Regions from separate parts of the Mus musculus genome. Here regions 1 and 3 are each linked to region 2. Evidence: chromatin contacts called from public ChIA-PET and HiChIP or PLAC-seq data. All regions are on one chromosome and are shown on one strand. The core of a region is the stretch at or near the end of the contact, and the rest is flanking DNA. Distances in the headings are between cores, read along the strand shown.

Region 1 (2,960 bases), core at 10-2,509, 190 kb after region 2:
TGGGGAATGGGGTGGGAGTGAGGTGGGGGGAATGGATGGGGAAGAGGGGTGATCTCCTTCTACCCAGGGAGGCATGTGTGTCCCCCTCTCCAGACCAACCATGTCTCCTAAGCCAGGAATGGGGGTGCAGGCACCTTGTGCTCTCTGGCAGGAGGAGAAGTCACCTGGGTGCCCCCTTTGAATGTTAGCAGCTGACCAGGGTTCAAACACCCCTCCTGTTACTCAGTGCTGGCCCTGGAGAGAGCCTGCCTCTGACTCTAGCTCCATAGCCTGGAGGCTTTAGGTCAGATTAGTGACATCCAAGTGCCTGCAGTCTGTTCTTTGGTCGGAAGCCAGGACCTTGTATACACTAGATAAGTAATCTTTTAAATGCTAGCCGTGCTCCCCAGACAGTCTTCCCCATGTTCCTGTGAGGTAGCTGCTACTGTTAAAGGTGAGGAAGCTGCGTTTCCCTACACAGCAAGTGGCCACACAGGCAGCCGGACCACAAGGCTGTGAGCCTTGTATATTTGATTAACATTATTTTTTCCTTTTAGTTTTTTTTTTCTTATGGGTTGGCTTTGAACCTACAACCTTCAGCCTCCACCTCCCGAGTGCTAAAAGTGTTATATTTTATTTATATATAGCCTGTCAGCTCTCTGCATGGCCCAGACTTGTAGCGTCACAACACCAAAGAGACCAGGGCTGTGGGACCCTGCCCCTGTGCTGCCACCACGCCACAGTCCTCTCCGTGACTCTATGGCATTAATATTTCTAACCATGGTGTGTGGAGGCAGCATTTGAGGCAAGCTTAAGATAGAAAGGAAACTTCTAGAAAGCCAAGCCTTACACCTGCCAACGCAGAAAAAAAAACTTGCCACCAGGAGGCTAGAACAGGATAGCAGTGTTATCTATCTATCTGTCTGTCCATCCATCTATCCATCCATCCATCCATCCATCCATCCATCTATCTATGTTTGTTATTTTAGTTTTATCACAGCCTTGGCTGTCCTGGAACTCACTGTGTAGACCAGGCTGGCCTTGAACTCAGAGATCCACCTGCCTCTGCCTCCCGAGTGCTGTGGTTAAAGGTGTGCACCACCACTGCCCGGCTAGGATGGCAGTCTTACGTGGATCTGTCCTGGACACGGGCAGCATTCCAGTCCCACTCCTTGGACACAGGACAATAGCATAAGCATTACCCAGTGACTATGAGTGTCAGGATACTAAGCTACCATGTGGCAGGAAGTGGTAAGACACAGTGACTGATACATTGTGTCTATTTTACCACAGCAAGAGTGCAGATGTGCTGTGGCATTTCTCACCATGCCGCCTGGCAGGGTTTCCCTCAGCAGAGTCTCTTTCTCATGATTAATTCAGGTACAGAGCTCATCCCTGGGTCTGCCCCACTTAGGAGGGAGACAGAGCCTCACTGGAGGAGACAGAGCCTCATTCCAGACCCAGCAGATGCTATGTCGCTCCACTTAGGAGGGAGACAAAGCCTCACTCCAGACCCGGCAGGGCAGGCGTGATGTCAGCTGAAACCACTTCCCTTCCTGGGCCTCCAGCATCGACACTGTTTCTCTCCCCCCTTTACTGTTCTGGGGGTGGATGGGGTATGGCAGAAGGGATGTGGCTTAGCAGAAGAGTGCATGACCATCTCAGAAGGTCCTGGCTTCCATCCCGCTGTCTTGAAAACCCAAGCTTCTGGGCTCAGATCATGTGGCAGTCATTTGGGTCCTTCCGTCCCTCTCTAGGTCTGGTGCTCTTTCAGATATCAGTTCTGAAGATACACTTTGCCCTTCTCTATTTTGAGACAGGGTTACATGACCCTGGAGTTAGGACCCTTCTGCCTTTGTCTGTGAGTGCTAGGACCGCAGGCAGGCACCACCACACTTGGGTTCTGCAGTGCTGGGGATCGAACCCAGCATTTGGTGCATGCTAGGCAAGCGCTCCATCAACTCTGCATCGCCAGGCAGGCGTGACCTTTGGTTTGGGTTTGGTGGTGCAGCTGGGTGCTCTGGGACAAGGCCCTCTTGAGCTCTGTGGGGCTTCCTGTCAAGGGCTTCTGCTCACTCACCCTTGAACATAACGGCCTCCCCGTGGCCTGCCTTCTGCTTTTCTCGGAAGAGCTGGTAGCAGGCGGAGGTGCTGGCCATGAGCAGCCGAAATTCCTGCAAGAGATGCCACCGTGGGTGGCACATTGTCAGGGGAGGCACTGGGGGACGGGGAGGTAGCCAGAATGCCAGAAGGACCTGAGTCCTGGCTGCCCAGTACTTGGTGCCTTTCATGCTGAGAGTCACTGGCTTCCTAGGAAGTCTGTCTGTCTTAGGACTGGCTGACTGTGTCTCTTCTTGTATCCTGGGCAACATCATCAGATCCAAGTACAGGCCCCAAAGTGGCCTGGGATGGTGGCAGGGAAGGGGTTCTCCAAAAGGATGGGCAGTTTGCAGAGTTTCTGAGATACACAGAGGCGCCCAGTCCTTTCATTCCAAAAAGGACATTCTGCCCCAGAGCCTTCAGCCTTTTCCTGGACTGTTGTAACTGATCAGCCATTATCTGGGTGTGACTGCTCAGAGGTTAAGAGCCAGCCTAGACTGCTCTTCCAGAGGTCCTGAGTTCAATCCCCAGCAACCACCTGGTATCTCACCTGTAATAGAATCTGATGCCCTTTTCTGGTGTGTCTGAAGACAGCTACAGTGTACTCATCATATATATGAAATAAATCAATTAAAAAAGAAAAAAAAGAATAGAAACTAATAATTTTTACATGGGGGCTTGTTGGGAGCCGCCCCCACATTCGCCGTCACAAGATGGCGCTGACATCCTGTGTTCTAAGTGGTAAACAAATAATCTGCGCATGTGCCAAGGGTATTTTACCACTACTTGTACTCTGCCTTTCCTGTGACGTCAGCTCGGCCATGGGCTGCAGCCAATCAGGGAGTGATGCGTCCTAAGCGAAGGATAACTCTCCTAAATAG
Region 2 (2,872 bases), core at 262-2,761:
TGTTTGGGGAAAGGATTAGAGGTGAGACAGACAGGCAAGCCACCCCCACCAGCTGCCCCCCACCCTTCAGCAGTCATACCCATTAGACAGGGTTTCTTTGTGTAGCCCTGGCTGCCCTGGAACTCACTCTGTAGACCAGGCGACTCAGAAATCCACCTGCCTCTGCCTCCCAAGTGCTGGGATTAAACGCGTCCCGGCGACCCCCTTAGAATTTTTAAGGGAAGTCAGATACCGGTTGTGACTCTTCAGTATAATAAGGTGTGTGTGGGAGGAGGGTGGTGGTTGTTGTCTTGTTTCCTTTTGGTTTAATTTTTGAGACAGGGGCTGTCCTAGAACTCATTCTGTAAACTCACAGAGATTCCCCTGCCTCTGCCTCCTGAGTGCTGGATTAAAGGCGAGGGCCAGCACTGCTCAGGCAGTGCCTGCTTCCTAATGCCATGCTTCTCACCATCTTCAGCTGTCTGAGTCTTTTCTTCCTGCTGCCTTAATTCTTTTCTTTCTTTTTTTTAAAGATGTTTTAATTTATTTATCTGTAAGTATACTGATACTGTAGCTGTCTTCAGACACTCCAGATCTCATTACAGATGGTTGGGAGCCATGTGGTTGCTGGGATTTGAACTCAGGACCTCTGTAAGAGCAGGCTGTGCGCTTAACTGCTGAGCCATATCTCCAGCCCAGAGATGCTTTTTTCTTTTTTCCTCTCGAGACAGGGTTTCTCTGTGTAGCCCTGGCTGTCCTGGAACTCACTTTGTAGACCGGGCTGGCCTCCAACTCAGAAATCCGCCTGCCTCTGCCTCCTGAGTGCTGGGATTAAAGGCGTGCGCCACCACGTCCGGCCAAAGATGCTTTTTAATCCTTTCTTTAAGTATAGAAATGTCTCAAGAATGTTGTAAAACAGGGCTGGTGAGATGGCTCAGTGGGTAAGAGCACCCGACTGCTCTTCCAGACTGCTCTTCCAAAGGCCTGGAGTTCAAATCCCAGCAACCACATGGTGGCTCACAACCATCCTAACGAGATCTGATTCCCTCTTCTGGAGTGTCTGAAGACAGCTACAGTGTACTTACATATAAATAAATAAATCTTAGAAAAAAAAAAAAGTATGACTGGTTACCGGGTGTGGTGGCGCACACCTTAAAAAAAAAAAAAAATGCTGTAAAACAAACATGTGACCTGTAGCTTAGAAAAACTTAGACTCACTTTTTTTCTTTTGAGATTCAATTTTTGAAAAAAAAATTAATTTTCAATCATTGCCTGCCCTTAAGAAACGATGGTTCCAAAGCACACAGTTCCCGAACTGGAGCAGGTAACGTCACTTGAACTCTCTCATTCAGTAAACCAGCGAGCGTATTGACCTCATGAAAGATGGAGGCCGATCTGACTTCCCTGCCCTCTTCCAAGATGGCAGACCAGGCGAGTGGAGGACCTGGCCGGGCGCCTCTTCCGGGCTGGGGGAGGGGGCGTGGTCCATTGAGGAAAGCCCTGCGTGCCTCCGCCCGCGACTCAGGCGCGCTTCAAGGCGCAGGCGCGGGGAGGGGTTGGGGGAGGAGGGAAAGCGGCGAGTAAGATGGAAGATGAGGAGGTCGCTGAGAGCTGGGAGGAGGCGGCAGACAGCGGGGTAAGGAGGAGCTGCCGCCCCGCGGTAGGGCTGGGCGGACCTGGCGTGAGGGAAGCCTCCGGGGAGTGGGTCTGGGGAGAGTTTTCCCCAAGGAAGGGTCTCCCACGCCGGGCCGGAGGTGGAAGAGAGGCCCCCGGTCCCGGATCGCCGTGAAGGCCTCTTAAAGGGGCCGCGTTCCATTTCTCTCTCCACCTTTGCCGGGTGCCTCTCCGCCCAGCGGTGTGCGCTTCGCTCTGGGCGCCCCACCTTCTACCCCGGGGCAACTCTCTCTGGTCCCCCGCGCCCTAGGGACCATTTTAAAGTTCTTGAGCTCCGTCTGGTGAGGGAGGGGCTCGGGTGGAGTGCCTGGCTCGGAGGAAGAGCGGGAGGAGGCCCCGAGACAGCGGGGAGCAAGCGACCATGTGTCCTCTGGGACCACTGGGCTCTGGGCCGAAATCCCCCGCCGCTGTGCGCCTTCCGCCGCGGTGAGCGAGCCTGGTTTTTTCTCTTCCTTTCCCTTTTCCTCTTTCAGTTTTAGTCCGAGTTTTCCGGGGATCTCAGCAGAGCTCCCCTAAACTCTGCAAAGCATCTGCTCTTCCCCGGGACCCACCCTAAGATCTGCGCAGTGGGAAGGATCTCGGACTACGTTCTTCTGAGTGGAGGGAAGGGAAAGGAAGAAGGGTGTGATTTGTAAGATAGCCTCATGCCTGCGAGAAGGGGAGATTACCGATCGGTATGATGCGAGTGAGAGTTTTTGCTTGCCCCCAAAAGTTACAGGAAAAGGAAAAATTATCCCAAGTAGGAACTCCTCTATTAGATTCGTGATTCTCGTGGTAATTTCAGAGTTTGAGGTTCGAAGCTAACCCTCGTGGAGACGGAAATGTCTCTTTGGTGACCATGTGTCCGCGCCTGGGCTGGGCCGGGCTGGGCCGGGCCGGGCCGGGCCGGGCTGGGCTGGGCTGGGCTGGGCTCCGCTCCGGTGACATTCACCTCAAAAGTTTATGTGTGGGGAGTCACATATACTAGGATAGAGGAGGAGTTGGGTCTGTCTTCCCCTAGCGCTTCTAACCAGCACAGCAGTGGTGTATCTTCACAGGAATGTTGAAACTTGGCCTCGAAGTTTTTTCCGCTAGTTCAGCATTTCTCGAAAGATTGGTGATGCTTTTCGACTTAGCATTAACGAGCCTTGGAAGGCCTGCTTGGTTCAGCGATTATTTAATAGAGGTTTAAGGTACATTCCCCTTGAATCAAGAAAGTGTGTGTTTGTTTGGTTTTGGT
Region 3 (3,352 bases), core at 669-3,168, 230 kb after region 2:
TGTGCGGCCCCAGCTGAGCTGGAACTCACTATGTAGTATGAATGAGCCTTCGGCTTGTGGTCCTCGGACCACAGCTTCTGGTGTGTAGGGATTGCAGGTGTGTACCACCACGTCTGGTTAACTTATTTTTTTAAAGGTAGACTATTACAACATTTGCAATGACAACGGTGGCCTGCGTACAGCTTCCTCTGGGCAGGTTATGGTCTAGGTTGTGCTGACTCTTGGTGTTGGGGAACTCTCTGTGAACTGAGTCCTGGCTGAGGCTAGTGGACACCTGTCCCCTTGCCCTCCACTGTGCTGGGCCTCTCTCTGCTTAGGTGGAGCAAGGACAAGGACTTAGGCACAGACCCCCTTTCTTCCTTAGCCCCCAGCAGAGGCAGCATGCCAGTCTTTCAGAGAGTCCCCACAGTGCCCCGGCAGGCAAGCTGACAGGCATGGTGACAACTGTGGCTTAGGGCCCAGGATCCTGGCTTACCCCTTGGCAATGCCCAGTTCAGAGCAGGGAGTGGGGAGAGATGGGCACCCTCCCAGGCCACTGGCGCCTAGACCACACCCCACCCCTGTGTTATAATCCTGCTTTGGGGTCTATATGAAGGCCCACTGAAGTCCAGGCCCAGGTGAAGTGGAGGCTGGGGCTGAGGCTTAAGGGCTAAAGGAGCAGAGAGGGGCCCCGTCTTAGGCTTGCTGAGACCAGCGGGAACCGGGGCCTCCTGTGAAGTGGCCGAGCAGTGGGAAGGAGCTGGAGAGCGGGCAGAAGAGCATGAGGGGGTGCTTAGGTGGGCTTTGGGAGGCTCGGGAGAGTCAGGCGCTTTAGTGTCAGAATGGTCTGGGAACACGGCCCATAGAGGATGTACAGGCACAGAATCTGGCATGCCCCTCCCTCCAGCATGAAGCCCTTCCTCCCTCGCAAGGCAGAACACTGAGAGTGCTCGGAGCAGATGGTGGCTTCAGTGTGGCCTCTCAGGCTGCTCAGACTACTCCTTCCCCATAGCACCTTTCCTAGGTCCCACACTATACCCTATCAGTTTCTCTGGGTTTGTGGGACACACTCTGCGAGATTCCTTCAGCCTTCTGTCTCAGGTACCCTGACCCCCATCGAGCGAGCGTGTGGGCAGAGAAAATGGGGAAGAAACGGGCCCTGGCTCCCAGGGCCATAGCGGGTGGAAAGTGACCCCTCTCTGATCTCAGGGTGAAGTCAGGAAAGGTATTTGGGGACACAGCTCACAGCCAGTGCCCCGGGACAGGCAACCACCAGCAACCCCCCGGAGGGTGAAATCGGATAAGTACCAGGCCAGATTCCACGTGGGCAGTTCCCCTTTGGACAAGTCAGTCCCCAGCACATCCCAGGCTGTTTCTGCTTGCAGGGGTAGGCAGTCCACTGGTGGAGGAGGCTGGGCTGGGGTGAAAGGTCAGCCAAGAAGGAATGGGGGAGTGAAAGGGGCGTGTTACAGAGAGCCCATGTGTGTTAAAGTCACCCAGGAGAGGGGCTGGAAAGACCAGTCATGAGAAGGCTAGATTTAGGGAGTAGTCTCAGAGAGGAGGCTGTGACAGGGGCTGTAACTGTGTGTCTTAGAGGGGCCTCAGGATTGCATGGAAGTGGATCCTGGCCTGGACTCTCTCTGGATTTCTGAGGATCTCGAATTGAGGGGCAACCTGGATACTGGAGCCAGGTCCAGGGTCTCAAGATTTGTGAAGGGTAGGTGAGAGGGTAACTCTCTCTCGGCTCACCTGTAGACATCGGTCCAGAGCTGCGTGCCCAGCACGTACACCGCCTCCACGCGGCTCCCATACTGCAGCCGCACGGTCCGTTCCCGCAGCATATTTTCCCGTATAGGCGGCTGCATTCCGTGCTGCTCCCAGGAATAAGCACCTGCTGCAGGTAAGCCCTCCGCTGCTGCGCCTGCGCTCGCTGCCGAGCAGCCGGCGGCCTTAAGCAGCAGCCGGGGGCGGGGCGTGGGCGGGGCTTCCCGCCGGACTCCTCTTGGATTGGATCTGCAAACCCGTCCGTCAAGCCTGGCCCCGCCCTCCAAGCCCCTCTGCCCGCAAGTTGTCAATTCCTGTTTTCCGTGTTTGGCTTGTTCATTCTTTTATTCAGTAAATTCCCCTTTCTGGACGCTCCCCCTCACCTCCAGCTCCGAGGGGCAGAAAGTGCGAGCAGGAGTAGCCGAAGGGACAGGGCAGGAGTGAATAGGTGGCAACCAAAGCCAGTCTGGGGCCGGAGAATGCTTCTCAGAGGAAACCCTGAGGCTTCTTAAAGATCTTGGCAACACCAGGGGGTGGAGAGGAGCCTCCTGAACACCTTCTGGAAGCTGGACACCCCCCATATTAGATCCACATTGCCATGAGAAATAGGGAGTGGGGTGGAGTGGGGGGAACTGTGGCCCTGGCAGGGACCAGAATGCTAAGCCCAGGCATGAGAGCGACAGCATGAGCCTGGAATGGGGCTATCTGGGAGTGCATTCTGGCTGCCCCAGACAGCGTTGAGCATACTGAGCTGGAGCCAGTAGTGAAGACCCCGGATGGGGCGTGAGAGGACTGGCGAGGAGAGGACTGATCTGTGTGGTGTTTATGGATGGAGATTTGGGTGGCTCCCGGTGGCTGGGAGGATGTGCCTGGTTGAAGGACAATGGGCTGACGGGGCAGAGGATTAGGGCTCCAGCCTGCGACACCAAAAGACGTGCCAAGGTAGAGGTCAATGTATGGTCCTGAAGGCCAAGGTGCACCGTGACATCTAGTGGCAGGGTGGGGTCTGAAGCACTCTGAACCCCACCCTCAGGCCCTTTCTTTCTGAACTCAACCCTGGGGCTATGCAATTTGAGGAAGTGGCTTTTTCGTTAAGGGAATGGAGACTGAAGGGCGGGTGGAGGGGTGAATGTTGGAGAGGGAGGGGGACTGAAGGGAGCCCCAGCAAAGGGCACACTGAATTAAACGCATTGCTCATAGGTATGCCCAGGCACGCCCAGCGGCCCTCGACTCCATCCTTCTCCTCCAGATGCCCAAATTAGGAGATGGTAAAGACCCCAGCTGTTCCTGGGTATCAGGGATCTAGGAGGAATGTGGGTGGAGAAGCAGAGAGCCAGAATCTCAGCCAGAGGGGTCACTGTCTCCTGAAAGGCTTGGGGTTCAGATCCTGGGAGAAGCTGCTAACTTCTGATTGGTCCCTGGGAGAGCGTTCTCCAATCAGGAGGCAGCTTGTGGGAAAGAATCCAAGAGGCACCAGACTGGGAACCCCTGCCCTGCTAAGGTGGGCTCGGGTCTGAGGACCCCTCTGCAGGCAAGCAAGAGTTCCCACCTCCAACACGGGCAGAACGGTCCTGTATGTCACTCACTCCTTCCATGTCTCCTGTCAAGC

What was found. ChIA-PET counts read pairs in DNA pulled down with a chosen protein or histone mark. HiChIP or PLAC-seq counts read pairs in DNA pulled down with a chosen protein or histone mark.
Region 1: an RNA polymerase II ChIA-PET map of memory CD8 T cells shows a contact between it and region 2, with 82 read pairs. The contact joins the enhancer-like site here to the promoter of Szrd1 in region 2. A contact is called at or near these places in 4 of 484 Hi-C or Micro-C datasets (CD8 T cells, the MNK3 cell line, natural killer cells and 1 more), 4 of 115 datasets of contacts at active chromatin or transcription factors (effector CD8 T cells, embryonic stem cells, memory CD8 T cells and 1 more) and 2 of 9 other capture datasets (liver and pancreatic islet).
Region 3: a FOXA1 HiChIP or PLAC-seq map of pancreatic cancer cells shows a contact between it and region 2. The contact joins the promoter of Padi2 here to the promoter of Szrd1 in region 2. A contact is called at or near these places in 1 of 484 Hi-C or Micro-C datasets (memory CD8 T cells) and 1 of 115 datasets of contacts at active chromatin or transcription factors (pancreatic cancer cells).

The regions. Positions count from the first base shown.
Region 1 is chr4:140,943,635-140,946,594 of GRCm38.p6, reverse strand. It overlaps Padi2 (peptidyl arginine deiminase, type II), which reads right to left. Exons shown (of 16, transcript NM_008812.2): 13 at 2,060-2,153. Among named protein-coding and RNA genes, the nearest start is that of Gm13031, 13 kb to the left of the region's middle. Within about 2 kb of position 1,259, at least 144 of the 459 cell types and tissues checked have an H3K27ac peak or open chromatin away from gene starts, as enhancers often do. A contact at or near this core is called in CD8 T cells, the MNK3 cell line, effector CD8 T cells and 3 more, where this site is marked.
Region 2 is chr4:141,138,435-141,141,306 of GRCm38.p6, reverse strand. Szrd1 (SUZ RNA binding domain containing 1) reads left to right here and starts at 1,511. Exons shown (of 4, transcript NM_001025608.2): 1 at 1,511-1,615. The coding sequence starts at 1,565.
Region 3 is chr4:140,904,926-140,908,277 of GRCm38.p6, reverse strand. Padi2 (peptidyl arginine deiminase, type II) reads right to left here and starts at 1,918. Exons shown (of 16, transcript NM_008812.2): 1 at 1,729-1,918. The coding sequence starts at 1,844.